2 separate regions of the Mus musculus genome follow, and region 2 is linked to region 1. The links are chromatin contacts, called in public HiCAR-type maps. All regions are on one chromosome and are shown on one strand. Each heading gives the region's core, a stretch centred on a gene start, on an enhancer-like site or on the middle of the called end of the contact. The rest is flanking DNA. Distances are from core to core; before and after follow the strand shown.

Region 1 (4,783 bases), core at 857-3,356:
CTCCCTTCTTTCTTCTAAAAAGACCCTACTGATGGTGTCGGGCCGGTCTGGATCATTCAGGATACTTGATCCAAATCAAGGTCACTAGGTCAGAAGCTTGAACTCCGCCTACAGCCCTAATTCACCTCAGCCCATGTGACCTAACACAGATAGGATTTCTTAGTATTAGAACTCAGACACTGGCATAGGGATGGGGTAGGGTAGGGGTGGGGTATAGGTGGAATAGGGGTGGAGTAGAGGTGAGGGTAGGGATGGGTAGAAGTGATGGTAAGAATAGGAGTAGGGCTGGGGTAGGGGCGGGGTCTCCGGTAGGGGCGGGGTAGGGTGTTTTCTGCCTAGTACATGCTGGAATCCTTGCATTAAAGTGCTCATTTTAGCTGTGTTATAAACTTCGTTAAACATTTCTCGTGGCCTTTACTTGTCTTATTCAGCCCGTTGAAATGGTTTCATTATATTCTCACTGGGTTCATTGTTGTTCAGGGTAGCTTAAGAACACACCACACAGGCCAAACACAGTGGTATGCACCTGTAATCACCTGTAATCCTTCTAAGAAGCTTGGGGAGATGGGACATTCTAGAGCTACATAGTGAGTTCCAGACCACATAGTAAGATCCTGGTTTTGTTGTTGTTTTAATTTTTGTTTTTGTTTTTTTGTTTTGTTTTGTTTTTCTTTTAAGAAAATTGGTCTGGAGAGATGACTCAGTGGTTAAGAGCACTGGTTGGTCTTGCAGAGGATAGGGGATTGAGTCCCAGAACCCACACGGTAGCTCACAACTGTCTTAACTCCAGTCCCAAGGATTCAGACACTCTCTTCTGACCTCCACGGGCACCACACACACACACACACACACACACACACACACACACACAGTACACAGACATAAGCTCAGGTACACACACACTCACATACTCACTCACACACACACACACGTAGAATAAATGTTTTTGAAAAGTAAAATAAGAAAATTACAATAACAAAACCTACAGGGTTAATTCGAGCCACATCCAGTATACAGACATATTACCTCTAAATGTCTGTGTAGTTGGTAAAATCTGGTAACGTACTTCAGTCACCACACCCACACCCACGCTACGTTCCACATTCCAGGAGCATAAGCTTCACACATTCAACAGGACAGAGAAAGTTATATTCTATTTAGCCAAACTCTCTTCAGCATGAGGAAAGACTAAAGGCAGAATCTAAGAGACTTTACACTGTAAGCGCTCTCCCCAAGAGCCTGCACAGCAAAGGCAGTCCTTCGTGGCTAGCAGGGGCTTCTTCTATTTTTCTCTCCTCTCAGCACTCAACTGGAAATAAACCTCTGAAGAGATGTAACACACACACAGGTACACATGTGCACACACACATACACTTAACAATAAAAGGCTTAAAGCTGGCCATGGTGACATAATCCCAGCACTGGAGAGGCAAAGGCAGGTGGATCTCTGAGTTTCAGGACAGCCAGGACTACAAAAAGAAACCCTGCCTGTCTCAGAAAAACAAAAGGGAAGGAAGGGAGGGAGGGAGGAAGAAAGGAAGGCCCCAAGAAACTCCTATCTGTGTTAGAAAAAAAAAAAAAATGGCATTCAAGAAAGATCGTCTCAGCAGTCCCAAGAAGTGCCAGTAGGTGGCGGTAGCGCGATACCAACGCGTTCCTGGATTGATCACTTTATTGAAAGCATCCATCTTTTTTTTTTTTTTGCTATTGAAGTTACAATGTTTATTTTTAGTGTGGCTTGATGGGCTCCATCTGTATGTAATTTAACAATATTGAAATCAAATTCTGATACCTACTCACATGGATGTAAGCCCTATTAGATTTCAATTAGCATTCACTCTGATCTGATTACCAGGCCTTAGCCAATCCAATGGCTAATAGGGAGACATTTAGATAATTGCAACTGTCTGCAGTTATTACTCGTGCTATCATTTTCACAGAGTGATTTGTGTAAAGACTGGGCCATAAAATTCATTGTGTTGGTAGAGACAAGAGGTTAGGGCTGACCGGCACCAAAGTGCCATTAAGGAGTTTGTCATTGTGGGCTGACATTTAGGGGTGCTTCTCCTTAGGAGTGTAGGGTGTTGACCCATTTAGCCCTGCTCCAGATACTTCAGAGTCTCCACCCTCGGGATTGTTTCACTTGGCAAAAGACAAGAGACATCATCCAGTCTCCTTTTCTTCTCAGTTAATTTAAATTGAACACGACCACACCCAAACTCAGCTTTCACAAAGACCTCCTCTGGAGTGGAAATAGGGTCTTGTGGCTCACTAGATACTAATTTCAATCCTTAGCAGTCGTTAGGCACAGCTGCACACAAGAGGGGGATGCTGATGTGCTGATGGTCGCTTAGATACAAAAGAGGCAGGGCGGGGGGGGGGGGGAATCATCTTGACAATCTTTCCTAGTCTAAGGTTCTAGGCAACAAGAAAAAAAATATTCCTTTCCCAAAAGAGTTTCAGACCGGAGGAAGTAACCTGCAGGTGACATCTTCTTAAGGGTGGGGCAGAGATGAGACACCCACATACAGAGATGGGGTAGAGAAAGTCCCCAGGAGCCAATTCAAATCTAGAGTGAAAAAAATGTCATCAGTGAGTAGTGACACACATCTTAATCCAAGCATTCGGGAGGCAGAGGCAGGTGACTCTCTGGGAGTTCGAGGCCAGCCTGGTCTACTGAGCTAATTCCAGGACAGCCTGGACTACACAGAGAAACTCTTGTCTCTCTAAGAGGAAAGAAAGTAAAGGGGGCAGGAAGGAAAAAAAAACAGAAAACCCAAGGGTTTTAAATCCACAATTTAATATTTTGCCTGACCACAGTCGCCATTAGAACTATCTCGCCTTCTGCGACCCTCCAGGGTGCAGTCTTAGTACCTCCATTTGGTCCCAGGAATGTTCACCATGTCTTTCCTGCCTAATACTGTTACACACTCCCTCTACCAAGCCCTGGAGAAGCACTTGTACACACCTGTGTACCCCACAGGAGGCCCAGCCTTTGCCCCCTGCCTTTGCCCCCTGCCTTCGCCCCCTGCCTTCGCCCCCTGCCTTGCCTACTTACTGCCTTCGTCCCCAGCCTTCACCCACTGGCTTTCTCCTGACTGTGCTGACAAGCAACCCAGGACTTATCGCTCATTCCTTTTCTTCCCATCGTCCCTTCATCTCTGGGCGGTTAGGGACAGACTTGTGCTTGAACTAAAAAAAAAAAAAAAAGAAAGAAAAGAAAAGAAAAGAAAAAAAGAGAAAAGGGAGGCAGCATTTTAAAAGCTCCAAATTTGTTGTTGCCTGGAGCTTTTTCCTGCGGGGCAGAAGTGATAAAGTTGGAGATTTGTGCGCTCTTCTGGGGAGGGCTGGAAAGCAGAGCTCCCTATTAAGTGCTGCTTCCGTTGTGCCTGTCGTTAGACGGGAGCTGCACCAGGAATCTCCACTCATTTTTAGCACCAATTCAGGACCCTCGAGACAGCAGCCCCAGCACGTCTATCTCTATGTTAACTGTCACTTTTGCTGAAACGTGTCATCCAAGGAAGGCCCCCTCAATCTGCTGGACCTGAAGCTGAGACAGCGAAACGCTGCCACGCTAGGCACCTTACAAAGCCTTTCCGGAAGCGCCTGCCAGAAATCCTATCGGAACGGTTGTCTGTGCTCAGCGAACAGAGCCTCCACTGCCTCCGTTTTTCTCTAGGATTTCCTGTCAGGAAACCTATCTAGGAAACAAATTGTTGTAGATATTATCTAATCAGAAAGCAAAAATCATTCTTCATATACCAATGGGCTTCTCACTTGGAACCTGATTGCATTTATCTGTGTGTACTTCTAAGCTAGGTCAAATCTTGAGCCTGATAGTTTGTTAGAAGTTCCCCTGCTTCTAAAAGTATCTGGAAGCACCTGGAAGGCTACCTGGTCGACCTCACTAGGGGATATATATGGCCTGTACCAAGACCTGCCTGCTGGCCTCTCACCATCCGACCTAATCTGAGTCCCTCCTTCCCAATGTGCTGGCCTCAAAACATTTCTGCCGCAGAGGACCTGCTGAGGTAAAACCTCTGCTGATGGACTTGGTGGTGCACACCTGTAACCCCAGCGCGAGGAAGACTGAAAGAAAAGAATCTTGAGTTTTGGACCAGCCTGGGCTAACAAGAATCTCTCTAAAATTTAAACAGTGTAAAATACAACGAGGATAATTGTAAAATATCCAGAGCTTCTCCCTGCAAACTGAAGTTCACTGGAGCAGCTACAACTGTATTCAAGATCCTGACCACTTGACCTCCTCCCGGTCCCTACCTGTAACAGAGTATGGTTGGCATACTCCACCCTCTACCCTAAACATCTCCAGCCCAGGGGTGGGCTGCCCTTCTCCCTGATGCCCTTCCCTATATAATCTAGGCATTTTGGTTACCCGCCCCTTTGGTACCTTTGACCTCCTGGCTGCTGTACCTGGTTTCCCTCTTTCCCCTTTCTCTTCCCCTCCCCACCCCCCATGACCCAGGTCACGACAACTCTGGGCTCTCCCAGATGGGTCTGCCTCTGGCTACGATCTCCCACATATCTGTAATAATCTTTCTCCTCCACCATACCCAGGAGCAACCATGACCTTCCTTTTTCTCTCTCTCTCTCTTTTTTTTCATTCAACATTGTCTCCAGTTATCTTTAAATCCTTTTAATGGCCATTTGCTATCAACCTCTGCATCTGGCAAAACATCTTCCTGGCTTTTTTCATTTTCCTTTCAGTGTGAGAGATCGAACATAGGGCCATGAGAGAGCTAGGCAGGTGCTCCACTGTAGCTCC
Region 2 (4,783 bases), core at 759-3,258, 160 kb before region 1:
CTGATGGTCGTAGGCAACCCTGTAAAAGAGTGGGTCAACCTCAAAAGGTTGTGACTCACAGGTAATATCCAGTGTTCTAGTTGCTCTTCCGTGGCTGTTATTATTATTATTATTATTATTATTATTATTATTATTATTATTATTGGTTATCTTATTTATTTACATTTCAAATATTGTCCCCCTTCCTGGTTTCCCCTCTACAAACCCCCTATTCCATCCTCCCTCCCACTGCTTCTATGATGGTGTTCCCTACCCAACCACCCACTCCAGCCTCATGGCCCTAGCATCTCCCTACATTGGGTCATTGAGCCTCCACAGAACCAAGGGCCTCCCTTCCCATTGTTGCTAACTAAGGCAGTCCTCTGCTACATATGCAGCTGGTGCCATAGGTCCCTCTATGTGTACTCTTTGGTTGGTGGTTTAGTCCTTGGGAGCTCTGAGGGTGTCTGATTAGTTGATATTGTTCTTCCTATGGGGTTGCAAACCCCTTCAGCTCCTTCAGTCCTTCCCCTAATTCTTCCATTGGGGTCCCTCTGCTCAATCTGATGGTCGACTATGAGCATCTGCATCTGTATTAGTCAGGCCCTGGCAGAGCCTCTCAGGGGACAGCTATACCAGGCTCCTGTCAGCAGGTGCTTCTTGGCATCAGCAATAGTGTCTGGGTTTGGTGTCTGCAGATGGGTTGGATCCCTAGGTGGGGCATTCTCTAGAAAGCCTTTCCTTGGGTTTCTGCTCCACTCTTTGTCCCTGCATTTCCTTTAGACAGGAATAATTCAAGTATTGGGGGGGGGGGGTGTACACGATCGGGTGTGGGAGAAGACGGGGGGAGGTGCACAGAGGGTCAGGAAATTGAACAGAGTTGTATAGCAGTAGGGAATGGAGAACTGGGGTTAGCCACCAGAAAGTCCCAGATGCCAGGGAAGCAAGAGGTTCCCAGGACACAACAAAGAGGACATTAGCCAAAATATCCAACAGAGGGGAGATAGAATCTGTAGAGACCATATCCAGTGGTCCCTACATTGAGGGATGGGGCCACCCACCTGTTGCGGTAAAACTCCATCCCAAATATGCCCCAACAATGAAAACACAACACAGTTAATATGAATACATGCTGTGTGCCTAGATTGGGCAGATCTACCGCTACACTACCATCTTCCACATCTATGAGACCCCTTAGAACTTGAGGTTTCTCCAGGCCATGTGCTTCTGTTCCGCTCCTCCTCCTCCTCCTCCTTCTCCTCCTCCCCTTCCCCTTTTCCCTTTTCCCTTTTCCCTTCCCCTTCCTCCTCTTCCTCCTCCTCCTCTTCTTCTTCCTCTTCCTCTTCCTCTTCCTCCTCTTCCTCCTCCTCCTCTTCTTCCTCCTCTCCCTCCTCTCTTCACCTTCACTCCACCTTCCCTTTTATCTGCCCAATCATCAGCTCTCCTTTATTTTACAAATTAAGGTGGAAAGCAGGTTTACTGGAAATCACCTGAGTACTGAGTCATTCCTTGTTTGCATCCACTCACAAGAGAACTGAATTAACGTCAAATATAATTAGCCCCAGGGCTATCCACAATACCCACCGATCTCAAAAATTTTAATCCTAGGAAATTCTTAGCAGTCTATTTTTTTTTTCTGGTTCTTGTTAACTTCTGGCTGCTTTGCTGTTCACATGTGTCTGTCATAGAGCTGCCAGCTTCTCCTTCGTGCTTTACTCCAAATTCCTGTTCAGAACTAAGCTAAGTTCATTGTCCTTGAAACCTGCCTTTTACCCTGGACATCACTTGTGTACCGCTATACCTAAGCTAGGGTTAGGCCTAGCTTTACCTAGAATGATAATCATACTTTGCAGTTGCAGAAGAGTTGGAAATCCCTGGTCTTCCTAACTTACTACTCCTAGCAGAACTTGCACTCGTCCCGCTTCAAGCTTTAGGTGGCGATATTCATCTAGAGCTTCTGTGCTAAAGATGGGGAGCTTAGACACAGAAGGTCTAGCCCAGCGCCTCTGTAACATGAAGTTATGCAACAGTAGTAACTCCCACCAGTAACCTTTACTCCAGACTGAAAGCTTGGGAGAAAGGAACCTCTCTGCTCAGCCTGAGGAGAATGCAAAACACAGGAGCCATAGAACGGAGCTGTGAGCTGGAGTGTAGGGGAAAGCAGCCAACAACAGTGACTGCTTTTACCAAAATTTAGTAGATTCTCGTGAATGAAGATTTTCTGTTTCTATATGCCTTTAGGACATAGCACTTTTAAAGTGCTAGGTTTTTTTTTTTAAAAAAATGTTTTCACCAGTTAAATTGGGTTTTACTTTACTTTTTTAAGGCCATCCAGATTTATACTCTATAATTCTGGAAATCCTCCTTTTTCAGCAAGCGATAGAAACTTGCTGAAGCTTCTTTGTTGCTGACATGGAAACCTACAGTCATGACTTAACTTCAAAATACTTTAAAAATCTGGCTATCAGACTCCAGCTTGAAATCCTATAGTTTATATCTGTTTGTTGTTGGCTATGAACCTTGTTGTTGTTGTTGTTGTTCTTCTTCTTCTTCTTCTTCTTCTTCTTCTTCTTCTTCCTCTTCTTCCTCTTCTTCTTCTAATTCTGTTGCTGCTGTTGTTGCTGCTACTTCAATAATTTGACGACGACAACAACAAAACCAAAATACATCTGGTCCAATTCTGAAATCAGGAAATATGTATGAATCCATCTTTTTTGGTTTTTTGGTCCTAAAGTTTGCCTATATTCACCAAAGACAAATGGACTAGTTAGCTTGGGTTGCCAGACTTCTTATAAGTTTGCAATTATAAACACTTTTTAATTTAGAAAAAACTAAAAGTTAATTGTCCAAGAATTTGGGAACTAATCCATGCAGTTTTGTGTGTTTCTTCTGTTGTTAGATGCAGTTTGGGGAAATACACTCTTTACTGATGGTTACTTAGTTCTAAAACAGTTGCTTTAACCCTGAGAGTCAGCCACACTGCACAGTGGTAACTCCTTAGTGATTTGTCCTTCTCGTTTTATCTATCCCGCCCACACACAGACCTTTACCTAATTCAGTATTGCTTTAGGTGCTCTTTAATTCTCCCATCAGCAGTAGCCGTGCAATTTTGTCACTTTTAGGACTTTTTTATTTCTATTGCAATTATGTGTCTCCTTTTGTAGGTTGTAGCATCTGAGTCTTTTTCATATTCTTACTCCTATAGACTCTGTACATAAAATTTAATGAGCAAACAAAAATGAATGGTATAATTTTTTTTGTTTTGTAGCCGAGAGACACACAAGATTGCAGTATTTTACGTTGCTGAAGGACAAGAAGATAAATACTCCATTCTCACCAATATAGGAGGAAGCCAAGCATATGAAGATTTTGTAGCTGGCCTTGGTTGGGAGGTATTGTTATACCAGCCATTGTTTTATATTTAGCCCTTGATCACAATATCAATCTGCAAATATCAGAAACCAATCAATCCCTCATATAAAATATTGGAATACTTATATAAAACAATGTATATCCTACTGTATAATTTAAAGTAATTTAAAGTTACTTATGCCTAGTAGTCTAAATACTATATATTGCACTGCTGAGCTATACTGTTTAAGAACCAGTAACAAGAAGGACTGGGAAGATGGATCGGTTAGTTCATTGCTTACCCAGTGAGCCTGAAGACCTGAGTTTGGATCCAAAACACCCATGTAAAAGCCAGGCACAGTGGCAGAAATTCCCCAGCACTGGGGGAGTAGAAACAAACAAATTCTGAGTGCTTACTAACTATCCCACTTGCCAACTCCACAAACTCCAGATTCAACAAGTGACTTTGATTTTGATGAGTATATATTTAATGTAGCATAGTTGAAATAATATCCTTGGTAGCCATTTAAAGTTACAATGATTTTTTTTCTTAGAGTTGACAGTTATTGCACAGAATTTGTACTGAGGGTATCTGGTAAAGTTGTTGAAGACCATTGCACTAGACTATAAACTTACAGAGGGCTGGCACTTCTTACCCACTTCTGTGTTTAATGCCCGTGTTTTCCAGTGTCTAACATATTAGCTTTTCCCACTTGGTATGTATTCCCTGGGTTACCAGCTAGATTACCTTGTGTGAACTATGGAAGCTTTCTTGGCCTCTATATTTATTTATCACAGATAATATACTTCGTTATGCAGCAAAGATGACAAAACTTTCAGTTACAAGTATGTATTTTAAAATGCCTTGAAAATATTTTTAAAACAAAACATGGATTTTTCTGTATAGAAGAACCATAGAGACAGTTTACTAAAAGTAAGGGCTACATGAAAAGAAGAGCAAGTTGGAAGGACTCATATATACCTTCTAATTTCAAATTTTACTACTAAACAATACTAATCGAGATAATGTAGGATAGACCTACATAGATCAATGGAATACAATAGAGTTCAGAAGTAAACCCACAAGTCTATATATAGTTAACTGAATTTTGGCCTATACCATACACTACAGAAGGGAGAATCTTTTCAACAAATATTGCTGACATAACCAAATAGTCATATGCCTACCAGAGAAGAAGGAAAGGAAGAAGGAAGATGAAGGAGGTGGAAGGTGGAAGGAGGAAGAGGAGGAGGAGGAGGAAGAGGAGGAGGAGAGTAGTAGTCAGGGGCCTGGAGAGATGATTCAGCAGTTGAGAGTTTCCAACACCCATGCTGAGAGTCTCACAACTGCCTATAGCTCAAGTTTCAGAGTAACCAACAATCCTCATCTGCTTTGATATACACATACCATCCCCCACCCCCGGAGACACACTCTCTCTCTCTTTTTCCTTCC

The links. HiCAR-type assays count read pairs that join an accessible place to other places.
Region 2: a HiCAR-type map of embryonic stem cells shows a contact between it and region 1, with 2.5 times the contacts expected there. The contact joins two enhancer-like sites. A contact is called at or near these places in 4 of 39 promoter capture datasets (the C10 cell line, cranial neural crest and hippocampal neurons), 1 of 15 datasets of contacts at CTCF or cohesin (pro-B cells), 4 of 484 Hi-C or Micro-C datasets (the N1E-115 cell line, cochlea, nephron progenitors and 1 more) and 1 of 115 datasets of contacts at active chromatin or transcription factors (embryonic stem cells).

The regions. Positions count from the first base shown.
Region 1 is chr12:55,502,979-55,507,761 of GRCm38.p6, reverse strand. No RefSeq gene overlaps it. Among named protein-coding and RNA genes, the nearest start is that of Gm36634, 12 kb to the right of the region's middle. Within about 2 kb of position 2,106, at least 12 of the 459 cell types and tissues checked have an H3K27ac peak or open chromatin away from gene starts, as enhancers often do. A contact at or near this core is called in embryonic stem cells, where this site is marked.
Region 2 is chr12:55,664,141-55,668,923 of GRCm38.p6, reverse strand. Ralgapa1 (Ral GTPase activating protein, alpha subunit 1) reads left to right here. Exons shown (of 42, transcript NM_001368814.1): 36 at 3,248-3,371. Among named protein-coding and RNA genes, the nearest start is that of Insm2, 68 kb to the right of the region's middle. Within about 2 kb of position 2,008, at least 13 of the 459 cell types and tissues checked have an H3K27ac peak or open chromatin away from gene starts, as enhancers often do. A contact at or near this core is called in embryonic stem cells, where this site is marked.